Linked DNA regions of Mus musculus: region 2 is linked to region 1. Evidence: chromatin contacts called from public Hi-C data. All regions are on one chromosome and are shown on one strand. The core of a region is the stretch at or near the end of the contact, and the rest is flanking DNA. Distances in the headings are between cores, read along the strand shown. Region 1 overlaps Sorbs2 (sorbin and SH3 domain containing 2). Region 2 overlaps Sorbs2 (sorbin and SH3 domain containing 2).

Region 1 (7,423 bases), core at 2,134-4,633:
CCAGTAGGTTATTCACCAACATCAGCTCTCCTTATCCACTCCCTGGTAATGGTTACCAATATCTCAAATCACCAACTGGATGTTAGTACAACTCCATCTCTTAACTCCAAGAACGAGTTCAATGAATATAAAATAGGGGTGTATATGGAAAGAACCAGCCAAACCTCTCAGATATGACAGCATTTTCAAGGCATTCCAAGCCTTCAGGATTGTCCCTTGGCCATTTGTACAGATCATGACCAGTATTTCCTGGGTGAGAGTTCAGGAATGTACATGGCTAAGGGCCCAATTAGGTCATGTCACTTGAAACTGTCTCTGAACAGTTTGTGCCTTAGAGACAAACCTGTTAATCACTGAAATAATAATCTTCACATAAAAGAAATGAAAAATTATGTCAGCTAGAAAAGAGCTGGAAAGGCTGGGGCTATAATAGCTCAGTAATAAGGAAGGGCTGAGGGTGACCCCCAATTCACCACTACCACCACACCTCCCCAACAATGAAAACAAAGAAAATGAAGGAAGTTGAATTTATACACTATGATTCGAATCTTTTTGGTGTCACATTTAACTGGGGCTCTTGGAAACTGGAACCAAAGGTCTCATTGCAAAGAGAGAAACACGAAGCTGGTGAGTTTTCATCCAGGCTTTGTATATGGCCCTACAACACATAAACAAAGATTAATTTCAGTACTGTAGAATTCACTTGGTGAGTGTAGGGATACTGGAGCCTCATGAAAGATGATCACAGCAGCATGAATGCAGGGCTCCAGTGGGATTTATCCCTTCCTTGTCCTCCTGCAGAGGAATGGCCCATGCGTTATTATTGTCACTATCGCTCTTGAGTTTCAGTCACATGAGTTTGAGGTTGATCATTAAACTTAGGCGAAATACGTTCTTTGAAATATAAGAGGAATTTTTATATTATCCCATCTTGGCAGCCACATCAAAGACAGAAAAATGCAGAACTCAACGATTTCCTCAGGTAATATCTAACCTAAGCTTCCATAGGGGGAGGTGGGAGGTGTACAAGGTAGGCTGGGCAGAGCAAGGCCAACAAGTCACCTGGTGCGAAGGAATATCGGCTCCTATGAAGCTCTTCTTCCTAGGCTTGGTATCTACCGCCCTCTTCCTATGATAGACTTCATTTACTCCCACCAAGTAACCTTCTGTCATCAGTAAGTCTTTAATTTATATGTCTGCCCTAATTTTTATGCTTTGTAGAAGTCATGAATCAAGTATCGCCAAGCAACTCACAGACCAAGTTTCTGAGACACAGCTGTAAGTCTCTTTCTTTGACTTGAATGCTGAGTTGAGGAAGAAATTCCGCACTGGACGTGGTCTTGCTTATATCAAAAAGTGGCTCGTTGGGAGCAGGAGATTTTTCTCCAGCCTGAGGTGTTCTTTCACCCTTCCGTTCCATGCCAGTTTTTTACCATTATGAGAACAATGACTTCATTCTCTCCAGTTGATAACAATAATGACACACTTTTTATAACTTGAAAAGGCCTCTGCTTATTGATATGGAGGTTAAAATTAACTATAACACAGGAGTCTCCCATTGCATACCTCACCTTATCTTGTGGAGCAAAAATGAGGAAGACAGAAAACATGTCCAGCTCGTGGCTGATTGGGGCTTTGTCAGTGCTAATCTGTGCTCCTGGAGAAGCCTTTATTGTCTCTTTAAGCTCGTGTCACAGCTAGCTAAGCTACATTTTGTTGAACAGAGTCTAGCTAAATGGAACAATCACAGTAAAACAGGTAAAAGGAAAAAAGACTGTGCCAAAGGGGTCTTGACATTTAATTCACAGTAACATTTGATAGGCTAATAAATGTGAAAACTAACAACTGATCTTTATCTCTCAGAGGCAGCACATATCTTTTAGTTACAGCCCTCAACTGCATTTTCTGTGCTGAATTCTGACTAAAATCCACAAGAACAATAGTATTTAAATTAGTTTAAGCGAGGATGATAACTTGAGTTTTGGACCCTGGTATAATAAGAAGTTTGAAAATGAGAATGTAATCTTATTTGGTCATGCTAGTGTTTATGAATCTAACCCCTATCTTCTATTAAAAATAAATAAATAAACAAACCCTGTATTTGAAAAATCACCTCTGTCCAAACAGAAAAGAAAGTAACACATTTTACACGTGGACTTCTACATATGAATTAGCTGCCAGTGTGGTGGGTTTTCAGATAATGGTGGATCCTATCACGAAAGGATAATAGAGAGACTTTGCATCTTATTGCAATTGTCTGAGCTCTTATCGCTCTCCTCAACTTAATTAACACAACCTCCTAGGACTGTACATTATTTTTAATCTCTGTTTTTCAACCACTGTTTTGGGCAGATTGTTGTCGAATACAGGCGTTCTCCATCAAGGTTTATTGTTATTCAGATTATACACAGTGTTTAAAGAGGAATCTCTCATTATTGCTAGCCTTGCCTAGTGCTCTTTTTTAAAAATGTGTAGTGCCTCTAATGTGTAAACACAGATGTTATGTGGAAGGATTGGCCATTTATTCTAATCGTGAACTATTGCATAGTAAGATTCATTAATCCACAGGAGAGCTTTTGGCCATTCTGTCTCACCCCACTGCTTGCCTGGTGTGTATGAGGTTATCTCCTTAAAAGTAGCATCATGCATTTAACTTCACATATTTTTACTACAGTGCCTTGTCAGGGGAAAACAGGAGTAGGGTCTGAGGGTGATGAAAGGCAGGAGGAAGAAGAGATAGCTTCCCCGCATGCTTTCCAGGCTGAAAAAGATTCATCACAAGGTCAAGCCATCTGAGAAATAATAAGTGTTTCTTGCACACTGTGGATGAAGGATGCGGATATGGATACCCCATGCTGCCTCCAATAGCTAAGGATTCAGTAAGAGAGAGAGGACTGCTCGCTCACAAATGTTCATGTGGAAGGTCAGCTGGTACTCCAGTCGTGGGAGGAATCTGTAGGCACTCTGTGTTAAGCCAGAAGATTTCCCCTTGGGAAGTTCTGCTGCCATGGCAGCGAGCTGAGGTCCCATTTCGTGACCTTTCAATGAAGGCTTTGTACTGTAATGAAAGATCCGCAAAATGAGATTCATGATATCACTTTTATGCATATGACCACTCAGTGGCTGATGATGAAGGCTCTGGGTAACCCTGATTTTACACGATCTGGCCTCTTCGGGCCTCGTTTGTAGTCCCTGCCCGGTTTCCATTCACCTCCATGTTGCCATTGCACCGAACATTTCTCTAGCCTCATTCCTTGTATAGCCACAATTTTCTGCTCAATTTTTACGTTTATGGAAATTATGTTCCTTTCCACACTCTGTAGCCAAATAATCATGGTAATTTCAATTCTCTGGTCTCCACTGCCAGAATCTGACTCATGCCACCACCAACCCTCTTTCAGGCTACAGCCATCCCGCCCTGCTTCAAATCACCGCCCTGTTATCCAGTCTCTGCCACACAGCGGGCGAAGCATTCTGTATCAGGGACAAATCAGATCTGTTTTCACTCCAAGAAGGAAATTCAGATTCCTGTGTTTGACCTCCGCATCATTGCCTGCTGCCTTAGCTCTGCTTCCCGATGCTGATTACGGGCCTGATTCTTGTTCTGCGTCCCACAAGCACCTCTTTTGGGTCTAACAGATACACTCTTTCTGATCTCAGGGACTCTGGCGCATCCCATCTGCTCTAAAGATTCTTCTCCAGCATGTCCTCAGGGCTCCTCCACTCAGTGAGACCTTGGAATTAATGTTGTACCTTTGGGAGGCCTCATCTAACCAGGTAGACTGTTACCACACTAGCTCAGCCTCTGCTAGTTACCCTCCAGCACACTCTATTGTTTCTCCGACTTTTCTCTTAGCTGCAATTATTGATACCTAGTTTGTTTACTCTATTATCTTTCTCTGGAAACATCGAAAGGAAAAACTCTCCCCCATCCAATGCCTAGTATCTTCTGGATCTCACACACTCAACAGCTGTCTCCTTATCCATGAGCCAGTTTTCTTCCTCTTCTTGTTCTTCATCTGCTCAGCGTTTTTCTCTGCGATCCTATTTCACATTCAGTATGGAAAGTTTCCCAGAATTTAATAATGCTTATAAAAACTGCCATTGACCTTTTATTTATGGTGGACCTTCAAGCAACCTCCAAAGGGAGAAAAAAAAAGTTGATAAATGATGAGAGGTCCCTTAGCATATGGTTAAATATTTACTGACTAGATGTCATTTCCCCTCTCTGTCATCTTTCTGCGTGGCTAACAGTATTTGCTGCTTTACTGGCTCATTATCTGTGAGCACCTGTTCTTGGAAATAACAGCCAAAAGTACCTTAGGTTTTGTTGAGTTGCCATCTTTCTTTTCACCTCTAGTCCCCTCCCCTCATCCTCGTGGTTCTATTTACTCCCTATAGTTTATGGGCTACCCTTGTCTCAGGTACTAGCAATACAAAGGGGATTTTAAAATGGAAGGCAACCTCTAGCCTATCTATCAGAGATGATTGACAAGTAAAAAAAAAAATCTAGGATATATATATATATATAATCTCTTGGGGGTAAAATGGCCACTGAAGTTGTTTGCTTTCCAGCTATATGAATAGCAATAAACAACATCCCATTAACAAGTTCTATTTTTACAGTCTTTCTGAAAATCCTATTACTGCCAGTACTGTATTTTTTAAAAGTCTTGGGAGAAACCTCCTTGTAGATGATAAGTTGATTTATTGTTTTAATTATAATTCACTGTCCTATTTTCTCATGTTTATCCCCATTAGTCTTCTTGGGTTCACCAAAACTATGAATTCATTATAAGGTATAAATAGACTCATCTCATCAGTTAGAAAAAGTTTACATTTCCAGAACTAATAATTACTTCCAAGTATCACCAGAAAGATCGACTCCTCTTGAAGTCTTCAGCATTCTTTGGCTGTCCTGATAAGAAGTAGATGACCCATGTTACAAGAAAAGAACATGAAAATCATTGCTTTCTTTTATTTTGGCTATTTCACCAATACGCTGCATGAAGCTAATTAACTCTTTAGGTAGAATTGTCTACCGTTCTGTTTATGGAGTGTTTTCATCTTATTCATCACAGTGGCCTGGGCTGCTTTACAGTCCTTCTGCTGTGTCTGCCTTAATGGTACCCTTATGGGCTTGCCTATGACCTAACAGTTTTCATGTTGACCCTGGCTAAAGGCAACTTATGGACCCAGAGGGGAGGAAATATGTCACCTGGAAACCCATGCTTCCCAATAAGCTTTAAGTAGTTGATTTTTCCACAGGATCTTTATTATCAACACATAAAGGGGAAAATGTAGGAAGGGTCACCATGGGAAATATGCATATCCAAGGGTGTTTTAAATGATAGTGCTGGATCTTGGGTTGTGGGCAATAATGGTAGTCTCTAAAGTTAAGAAAAATTCTTTTTTACTAGATATTTTCTTCATTTACATTTCAAATGCTATCCCGAAAGTCCCCTATACCCTCCCCTTGCCCTGCTCCCCAACCACTTCTGCTTCCTGGCCCTGGCGTTCCCCTGTACTGGGGCATATGATCTTTGCAAGACCAAGGGCCTCTCCTCCTAATGATGGCCGACTAGACCATCTTTTGCTACGTATGCAGCTAGAGACACAACCTCTGGGGGTACTGATTAGTTCATATTGTTGTTCCACCTATAGGGTTGCAGACCCCTTTAGCTCCTTGGGTACTTTCTCTAGCTCCTTCATTGGGGGCCCTGTGTTCCATCAAATAGATGACTGTGAGCATCCACTTCTGTATTTGCCAGGCACTGGCATAGCCTCACAAGAGACAGGAATATCAGGGTCCTGTCAGCAAAATCTTGCTGACATATGCAATAGTATCTGGGTTTGGTGAAGAACTCAAGAAGCTGGACCCCAGAAAATCTAATAACCCTATTAGTAAAAATGGAGTACAGAGTACAAAGAATTCTCAACTGAGGAATACTGAATGGCTGAGAAGCACCTGAAAAAATGTTCAACATCTTTAATCATGAGGGAAATGCAAATCACAACAACCCTGAGATTCCACCTCACACCAGTCAGAATGGCTAATATCAAAAATTTAGGTGGCAGCAGATGCTGACGAGGATGTGGTGAAAGAGGAACACTCCTCAATTGCTTGTGGGATTGCAAGCTGGTACAATAACTCTAGAAATCAGTTTGGCGGGTCCTCAGAAAATTGGACATAGTTCTACCAAAAGATCTAGCAATACCTCTCCTGGGCATATACCCAGAAGATATTCCAACTTGTAATAAGGACACATGCTCCACTATGTTTATAGCAGCCTTATTTATAATAGCCAGAACTGGAAAGAACCCAGATGTCTCTCAACAGAGGAATGGATACAGAAAATGTGGTACATTTACATAATGGAGTACTACTCAGCTATTAGCAACAATGAATTTATGAAATTCTTAGGCAAATGGATGGATCTGGAGTATATCATCCTGAGTGAGGTAACCCAATCACAAAAGAACTCACATGATATGCACTCACTGATAAGTGGATATTAGCCCAGAAACTTAGAATACCCAACATACAATTTGCAAAACACATGAAACTCAAGAAGAAGGAAGACCAAAGTGTGGATATTTCATTCCTCCTTAGAATGGGGAACAAAATACCCATGGAAGGAGTTACAGAAACACAGTGGAGCTGAGACAGAAGGAAGGACCATCCAGAGACTGCCCCATCCGGGGATCCATCCCATAAACAACCACCAAACCCAGGCACTGTTGCTTATGCCAGTAAGATTTTGCTGACAGGACCCCAATATAGCAGTCTCTTGTGAGGCTATGTCAGTGCCTGACAAATACAGAAGTGGATGCTCACAGTCATCTATTGGATGGAACATAGGACCCCCAATGGAAGAAATTTAATTAATTAATTAAATTAAAATTAATTAATTCTTAATTTTGCCCAGATTACAAAAATTTTACCTGTGGATATGAGAGGGTGGGACAAGTATGAAGTCTGACGGAAGGAACCAATCACTTCTATTGTACAGATTCCACAAGCCAACCAATGGCATCATGATATTAACACATAATTATTTTCTATTTTGCCACAGTTTAGACTTGTATCATTAGGATTTTACTGGAGGAAGTGGAAATCCACAGGCTAAGGAACTTGACCTATAGACAATTTTTAGATGCTATTATTGGGTCTCTGTGGAGAAGGCTAAAACTCAACAGAGATAGTAACATGGCCAGACCAGGTGACTATGTGGGAGAGAGCAGAGTTCAAATCCAGCCTGGCCATGAGTCCTATGATCTTTGTGATGCATGACACTTCTTTTTATTCTAAACTAAGAGCACCCTGGCTAAGAACTATGAGTTAAGTGGCAGAGACATGCCTCAGTGGTTAAGAGCTTTGTTATTCCTGTATCGATATCCAGTAGCCACATATAGTGGCCCA
Region 2 (7,105 bases), core at 1,018-3,517, 180 kb after region 1:
TGAGAGGAGGCAGCTCCAACTGCAAAGAGGTTGCCTCTGCACCCACATAAAGGGCCGAGGTGCTGCCAAGAGTAGGTTTTCCTTGAACGGAAATGCAGGGGACCAGAGGCAGTGAGGAACCTAGAAAAAGAATGGTCAGGGTATCAGGCAAGAAGCAGTGGTGAGACAGGAAACATTTTGAAGAAGTTGTAGAAGTACGAGGGTTTCCTTCTGTCTTTGAGTTTGCAATCATCATGTTTTATATACAGAGTTCAGAATTGATTATTCTTGGCATTGGTGTTGTGGTTGAAGCCAAAAAAAAAAAAAGTATATCTGTATAGCATGCATTTGGGATTTAGACTTCTCAGATTGATAATAATGTTGAATGTAACTAATTATAAAGCTCAAAAATTTTGTGTTGGAAATCATGATGGTCATATTTAAGTGACAGAAAAATCCCAGGGCTTGTGACTAATATGCTCCGTTTTATGACAGTTGTATGTTTCTAATGGCAGTGTTTTGACATTTGTTTTCCCTTCAGAATTTCTGACTTGAAGTGGCTAAGTTTGAATTTTCCCATGGTAAATGAAGGCATAGTGACTCAGTCAGGAGTAGTGTTGTGGATTTTGCCTGTTAGCCCTTGAGACACAGTATGCACATAGGCCATTGCTTTCTATGCAGTTACAGTCGGTTTGGTTTGGGGTTTTTGTTGTTGTTGTTGTTGTTGTTGTTGTTTTTGGTTTGGGTTTTTTGTTTTTTTTTGTTTTTTGGGGTTTATTTTTAGGGTTTTTGTTTGTTTGTTTGTTTGTTTGTTTTGTTTTTGTTTTTCGAGACAGGGTTTCTCTGTGTAGCCCTGGCTGTCCTGGAGCTCATTTTGTAGACCAGGCTGGCCTCGAACTCAGAAATCCACCTGCCTCTGCCTCCCGAGTGCTGGGATTAAAGGCGTGTGCCACCACGCCCGGCTACAAGTATGTTTTTTAAGTTAGTAAAGAATATATAAAGATAGGCACATTAATGTGACTCACTCTTTCTAATGTACAGACTTCTAATCGGGGATGTTTTACTTGATAAACTGTTGCTTTGTTGGGCTTTTTAAGGAAAAAAAATCTAAGATGTTGGAGGTGCATGATAAAGCAGTTAATAAAAGTAATATAAAATTTATATTATCTGCTGCCAAATGATGAGCAACCACATACATCCACTAAAAGTGTGATGATAGTCTCCCTTATAGGAACTGAAGGTGAATTATTCGCCACTGCAGAAGGGTCCTTATAAGGAGCCCTCTTTTTTTTTCCTGTATAACTTGCTCAGACTTTTAAAGCTGCACAAAGACAGGAGGGGTCCTGTCTGTGTTTACTACTCGGTAGGCTTACTAACTACATATGCAAGGATAGATCTGTGTTTATAAATGCCTGCCATCCCTGAGCCAAGAATGTCCGAGGTCATTTTCTTCCCTCATTCGTGTAGAAAGTAAAGATTACCAGACTCAGGTGGCCTCAGCCTCCTGCTCGGTATGGACATTAAAAGCGGGACTCTCTCACTCAGGCATGTCAGGGAATCCGCTCAGATAATTAATGGATGCCATGGTAACAGGATATTGTAAAGTGGTCCAGTGACTGCTAAAAACAAGCACCGGACACCCTCTACTTTTGACTTCTCATGAATTCAAAATGCCTTTGAGGATGTCTCATCTCCTGTGACCTGGGATGTCTGTCAGCCTTTTCCTGTCATATTCTTAAAAACAGCAACAAAATTCCTCTAGGGCTCAGAGCCCATGAGACTGTGAATAAAGCCTGACTAAGTGGCATGCAAGATTTCATTTTTTTTTAAGATTCAAATAGAACAACTGTTTGGCTGATTTAGAGCTAGAAGGGGAGAGTAGAATAGGATTGTTATTGTCATATGTGGAGAAAACATATCTGGTTTTTTTAAGTGTCTGCATGTTAAATAAGTGTATTATGCCAATGTTTCATAACTAGAAGGAGATGAAAATTGGAGCCCCTTCCTAGAGGGCCATGAATGACGGCTGTGTGGTAGAGTCCCAGAGGTTAGATAGTTCACGCAAAATGCTTTTGGAGGACACATCTGAAAGTAAATGTCCCAAATAGGGACTTCTGCACTTATAACCTCAGCGTGAGACATAATGTGCTCCAAAATGGCCTTGCCGAAAGGAACCAAAGTGTTCACAGCATGTCTTCTAGAAAGCGACACTGCATCTGCATATCCCAGCGTTACCAGCTTCAGAAGCGACTCTGCCAGCCAGCCAGCCACTTCCTGGCTTCTCTGTGCTCACCATATAAAGCTAGCCAGTGGCGTAACTGTGAGATCCTGCCTGATATAGGCCCTATGGCGAGTGTAGACAACAGTGCTGTCTGTCACAATGCATTGCCGTAGACAGCGATGTATTTCCTTATTCGGCGTCCTTGTCCCCATTGGCTGTGTCCAGGTACAGTGAGAAACTATTTTTATATGCAGTTGTATGTCACTTTGCTGTTGTTGTTGCTCTGCTAGCACAAAAGTGTAAAAGAGGTGAAGCTCAACGAAAGGGAAACCTGCCTTTTAAAAAAAAGAAAGGTCTCCTAAAGATATGTGTTTAAGTAGTGTGTGTGTGTGTGTGTGTGTGTGTGTATTTGTGTGTGTGTGTGTATTTGTGTGTGCGCATGTATATGAACATGTGTACATGTGTGGGTGGGTGTGCATGGAGAGGCTAGAAGTTGAAACTGGGTGTCTTCTTCAATTCTTGTCCTGGCTTTGTCACCAAGCCCAGAGCTGCCTCTGCCTCCTCAGTGCTGAGAAGCCCACTGCCGTGCCTAGCTTTCTGCACAGGTACTAGAAACAGGAGTTGGGTTTTCATTCTTGAATGGCAGGCACCTTACTGATGTAAGCCCCCTCGCCAGCCCACCATGTTCCAGTACTGTGCACGAACCAGCAAACGGCAGACTCCTGATTCTTTGCTGGATTACTCCCCACCCCAGCCCCCAGCATCAGTTTCCATAATCTGCCCATTATTTGATTACTGATGCTCTCAAGCTCCCGTTGTTGAAGAAGCCTACAATGCATATGTGACTCTCAGCAGAACTGATGTTCTCTGGTAACTGTCACAACTGTCTACTTTTCAGAAGTCAAAATAAATTTAAATACCACTTAACAGTTTCTGGGAGGAAAAAAAAATGCAATGACCACATATACAAAAGAAAAATCAGAATATAAGATATTGAACAGTTTCTGCTCTCACAAGTATAAATCCTACCCAATGTTTTTCTTAATTAGACATTTTCTTCATTTACTTTTCAAATGCTATCCTGAAAGTTCCCTATACCCACCCCACCCTGATCCCAAACCCACCCACTCCTGCTTCCTGGCCCTAGCATTCTCCTGTACTGGGGCATATGATCTTCGTAAGACCAAAGGCCTCTCCTCCCAATGATGGGACTAGGCCATCTTCTGCTACATATGCAGCTAGAGACATGAGCTCTGGGGATACTGGTTAGTTCATATTGTAGTTCCTCCTATAGGGTTGCAGACCCCTTTAGCTCCTTGGGTACTTTCTCTAGCTCCTTCATTGGGGGCCCTCTGTTCCATCCAATAGATGACTGTGAGCATCTACTTCTATATTTGCCAGGCACTGGCATAGCCTCACAAGAGATAGCTATATCAAGGTCCTATCAGCAAAATCTTGCTGACATATGCAATAGTGTCCGGGTTTGGTGGCTGATTATGGGATGGATCCCCAGGTGGGGCAGTCTCTGGATGGTCCTTCCTTCCGTCTTAGCTCTGAACTTTGTCTCTGTAACTCCTTCCATGGGTATTTTGTTCCCCATTCTAAGAAGGAACGAAGTATCCACACTTTGGTCGTCCTTCAATGACCTTGGAAAATCTGATGCTTTCAGTCGCCTGTACACAGAATAGTTAACTTCTGACCCAACTGGCTTTGATAAAATTGAAATGAAGATCTTGCCGAGAAGATGGCTGCACTACAGGAATGTGTGTTTTCACAGACTATAGCATAGAGTCACTCCCAATAAGCTAGGGTTGCTCAGTATTTCACTCCACAGATGTTGGAACTCCCCCACTGATTTTATATTTTGAGATTTGTTATAGCGGAAGGACTATCCTGAGCCCCTTAACATACCTTGTAAGAAATAAGGCAGAGAGTAAAGGAGGGGGCTGCCCAGTGTCTACGTCTGGTTTCTACGTGTTCATGTGACATGCGCACCTGTATATATGTCCACACCCACGCCCCAAAGAAAATATTTTAAAAATACACAGTTTTCTCAGATTCCTATTTCTAGACAGAATTAAATGGTAACTAACGGCTCAAAGATCTGAATGTTGTTTAATGATTGGACATTAATTTCCTATTTGTGCTATTACCTATTGCTTCTGTCATTCTGTCATACTGAACCCTGGCACGAGTGAGGGGTGGCTGTTATCAGAGAGTTTATCATTTAACAAGGTGAAAGCTGTATGCACACCAAGGTCTTATTAAGGAAGTTTTGAAGGCCTAGCTGCTCTTCAGTATATTCTCTATGGCTTTGCATTGTCTGATACATTCAGTATTTTAGTCATTTAACCAGTAAATGCTAATTTTGTCTTTATTGAAGCTGACCAGAATATCTATCCCATGAGTCAAAAATATCCCCTTGTCCAATTTTTCAATGTCTTCATAGAGCACTCAATACTTAAGAATAACAATAAGGATAATGAAGTGGATCTGTTAAATGCTTGCTGGACAAACACAAATGAGGACCTGAGTTCCATGCACAGCGCTCCCTTAAAAGGCCAGACATGGTGCCACACACCTGTAATCCCAGAACTGGAGGAAGAACGGGGCTCAGAGGGATCCCTGGGGCTGCCTAGCTTCACGGATAAAGCCCAGGTCCCAGAAAGAGCCCCCCATCAAAACAAAGGATTGCTTTAGAGGAACACCTGAAATCAGCCTATGTCTCACGCGCACACGCCTGCACACACACACACACACACACACACTCTAATAAGCTGAGCTAGTGTTGAGTCCCTGTAATTCCAGCACATGAGAGACATGGACCGTGAGTTAAAGACTAGTTCAAGATACATGGAGAAGCCCTACTTCAGACACATTTGCTTAATCATTATCACCATCATCCTCTGCATCATCATTTTTATCATCATCATCCTCAAAATTAAATACTATCTGATACTAATCACACCTGATTTGAAAAAAATAAAACCATAATACAGAACATTTCAATTCAGTAAATATGGGATACCTTACTCACAAACTGCACAAGTAACAGGGTAAATTGCTGAAACTGGCATCAAGTCACAGCAGGAATGCAAGTCTGCTGTTTGAAATGTCCAATACTAGCAATGAACACTTTGCCCAGGATTGTTCCTCAGAAGAGCTATATCACCATATAACAGGGGTTCTGAAGACAGGTCTGACCCACAAGGTTAAAGCCTACCGTAAAGGTTTCACAGAGAAGAGGCCATCCCATGCCGTGTGGCTGATGAGTAGCCCAGAGCACAGGCTGGCAGTTGGGTTATCTCAGCTTACTCTTTAGCTGAAGAAGTGGGAAAGATCTGAACCTTTGGTAATGTGCGTCCATCATTCAGAATATGCCCCCTAAAGCCCCTGATGACTTAGAGTGTTAGGCACACTACTCTGGGGGCAGTGAGAATTAGAGACTCATAATCATAGCAAGATGTCTGCCATTTATTTTATAGCAGCTGTGAAGGTTGAGAGAGAGAAGTAAGTGGTCACAGCCAGAATAGCCCTTTGCCTAAACCTAACAGAACGAGTTTATAATTTTTGGATGCTCTCTTTAACAGACTGTCGACAGGCCAAAGGACTGGTACAAGACAATGTTCAAGCAAATCCACATGGTACACAAGCCGGGTATGTCAGTTTTTCTGTTATTTGTTTTTTATCAAGTCCTCATGGATTGAAGGACACATGCTCAACCTTTGTATAAACTCTCTCCACACAAAACTTCAAGACCCAGCGTACTTGGTGGCCCGTTCTTTTCAGCGTCTCTCCTGTTCTTACCCTATTCCTCCTTCGTCGCAAACCTGTGCCTCTGCCTTAACCACAAGTTGTCAAGAAGGACCTAAGAGCTGTCCTTGGAGCTTGCCAGGTGTCCTAGTCTTAGCTCACATCTGCACTCGGGTATTGTTCATTTCTATATGCCTGCTGCTCCCCTCTGCCCGTGTCTGTGTCTTACAAGAGTGAATGTAGGTGGGTCAGGCTTCTGATCCCACTCAGTACAGTTGACGAGCTACCTTAAAAGCACTTAATAAAATAAATTACAATGCAGAGGACACAAGAAGCTGCCTGGGGAACTGAGAACAAGATACTAGTTTTGTATGTGTGACAAGGGTCGCAAGGTACATTACTCTATAGAAAAGATCGCTCTGCCCAGAGAGTGCAAATTTGGAAATGCAAATTTGTTGTTATGTGCTAGAAAAAAAAAATGCTTTCTGATCTTCTGCTGTCTTGGCAACAAGGCGGCAGCATCTGGATTACCATGTTTATGTTTCATTTTCTAGATGAGGACACAGACATGTATAATACTCCTTACACATACAACGCAGGTAGGACGGCTTTCCCTCGCTTGCTTGCGATGATGACCAATCACACTCCACTGTTGGGAAGAGCCTTGGCCCTTTGTCTTGCCACTCAGACCCCATGTTGTCCTTTCCTGTGATGAGAGGAGAATTCCCTACTCCCTGTCCCAGAGCATGCCTAACAAAAAGATTGATCTTTTCTTCTGGAAGTGGGAACTAACACCTCTCTGTGTCATTCATTCTCTCAACTTCAGGAATGTTCTGCCACACTGTGAAGGGTCCGGATGAGAGGACAGACTAGGACCTGGGTTACACAACAAAATATAAATCTTTTTATCAGCAGAAAGAGTGACTAAGGTTGCATAAGACCTCTCAGATATTATTCCCGAAAAACAAGTAAATCCATGTATTTTACAACCATGCCCAGACTCTTGCTCCAACAGGGAGCCAGTCACTGAAAGACATGAAAACCACCCTCTTAGCCTTGTGGTGTAGCTCAGTGGTAGAGCCTTTACTTTGAAAACCTCCCTCTGGGCTCAGCCACTTTTCTGACTCAGAGTTGCCAGTGCTCACAATGAAA

The links. Hi-C and Micro-C count contacts between places; a contact is called where the count stands out from the background.
Region 2: a contact with region 1 is called in a Hi-C map of muscle stem cells, with 2.1 times the contacts expected there. The contact joins two enhancer-like sites. A contact is called at or near these places in 13 of 39 promoter capture datasets (the 3T3-L1 cell line, 3T3-L1-derived adipocytes, cranial neural crest and 7 more), 2 of 484 Hi-C or Micro-C datasets (muscle stem cells and nephron progenitors) and 2 of 9 other capture datasets (adipose tissue and pancreatic islet).

Annotation. Positions count from the first base shown.
Region 1 is chr8:45,583,813-45,591,235 of GRCm38.p6, forward strand. All of the region lies in intron 1 of Sorbs2 (sorbin and SH3 domain containing 2), which reads left to right. Gm16351 (a long non-coding RNA gene) reads right to left here. Exons shown (of 5, transcript XR_003947381.1): 4 at 4,860-4,918; 5 at 1-4,138. Among named protein-coding and RNA genes, the nearest start is that of Gm16351, 17 kb to the right of the region's middle. Within about 2 kb of position 3,384, at least 19 of the 459 cell types and tissues checked have an H3K27ac peak or open chromatin away from gene starts, as enhancers often do. A contact at or near this core is called in muscle stem cells, where this site is marked.
Region 2 is chr8:45,764,039-45,771,143 of GRCm38.p6, forward strand. It overlaps Sorbs2 (sorbin and SH3 domain containing 2), which reads left to right. Exons shown (of 24, transcript NM_001205219.1): 9 at 5,791-5,857; 10 at 6,508-6,552. All of the region lies in intron 1 of Sorbs2os (sorbin and SH3 domain containing 2, opposite strand), which reads right to left. Among named protein-coding and RNA genes, the nearest start is that of Sorbs2os, 52 kb to the right of the region's middle. Within about 2 kb of position 2,268, at least 13 of the 459 cell types and tissues checked have an H3K27ac peak or open chromatin away from gene starts, as enhancers often do. A contact at or near this core is called in muscle stem cells, where this site is marked.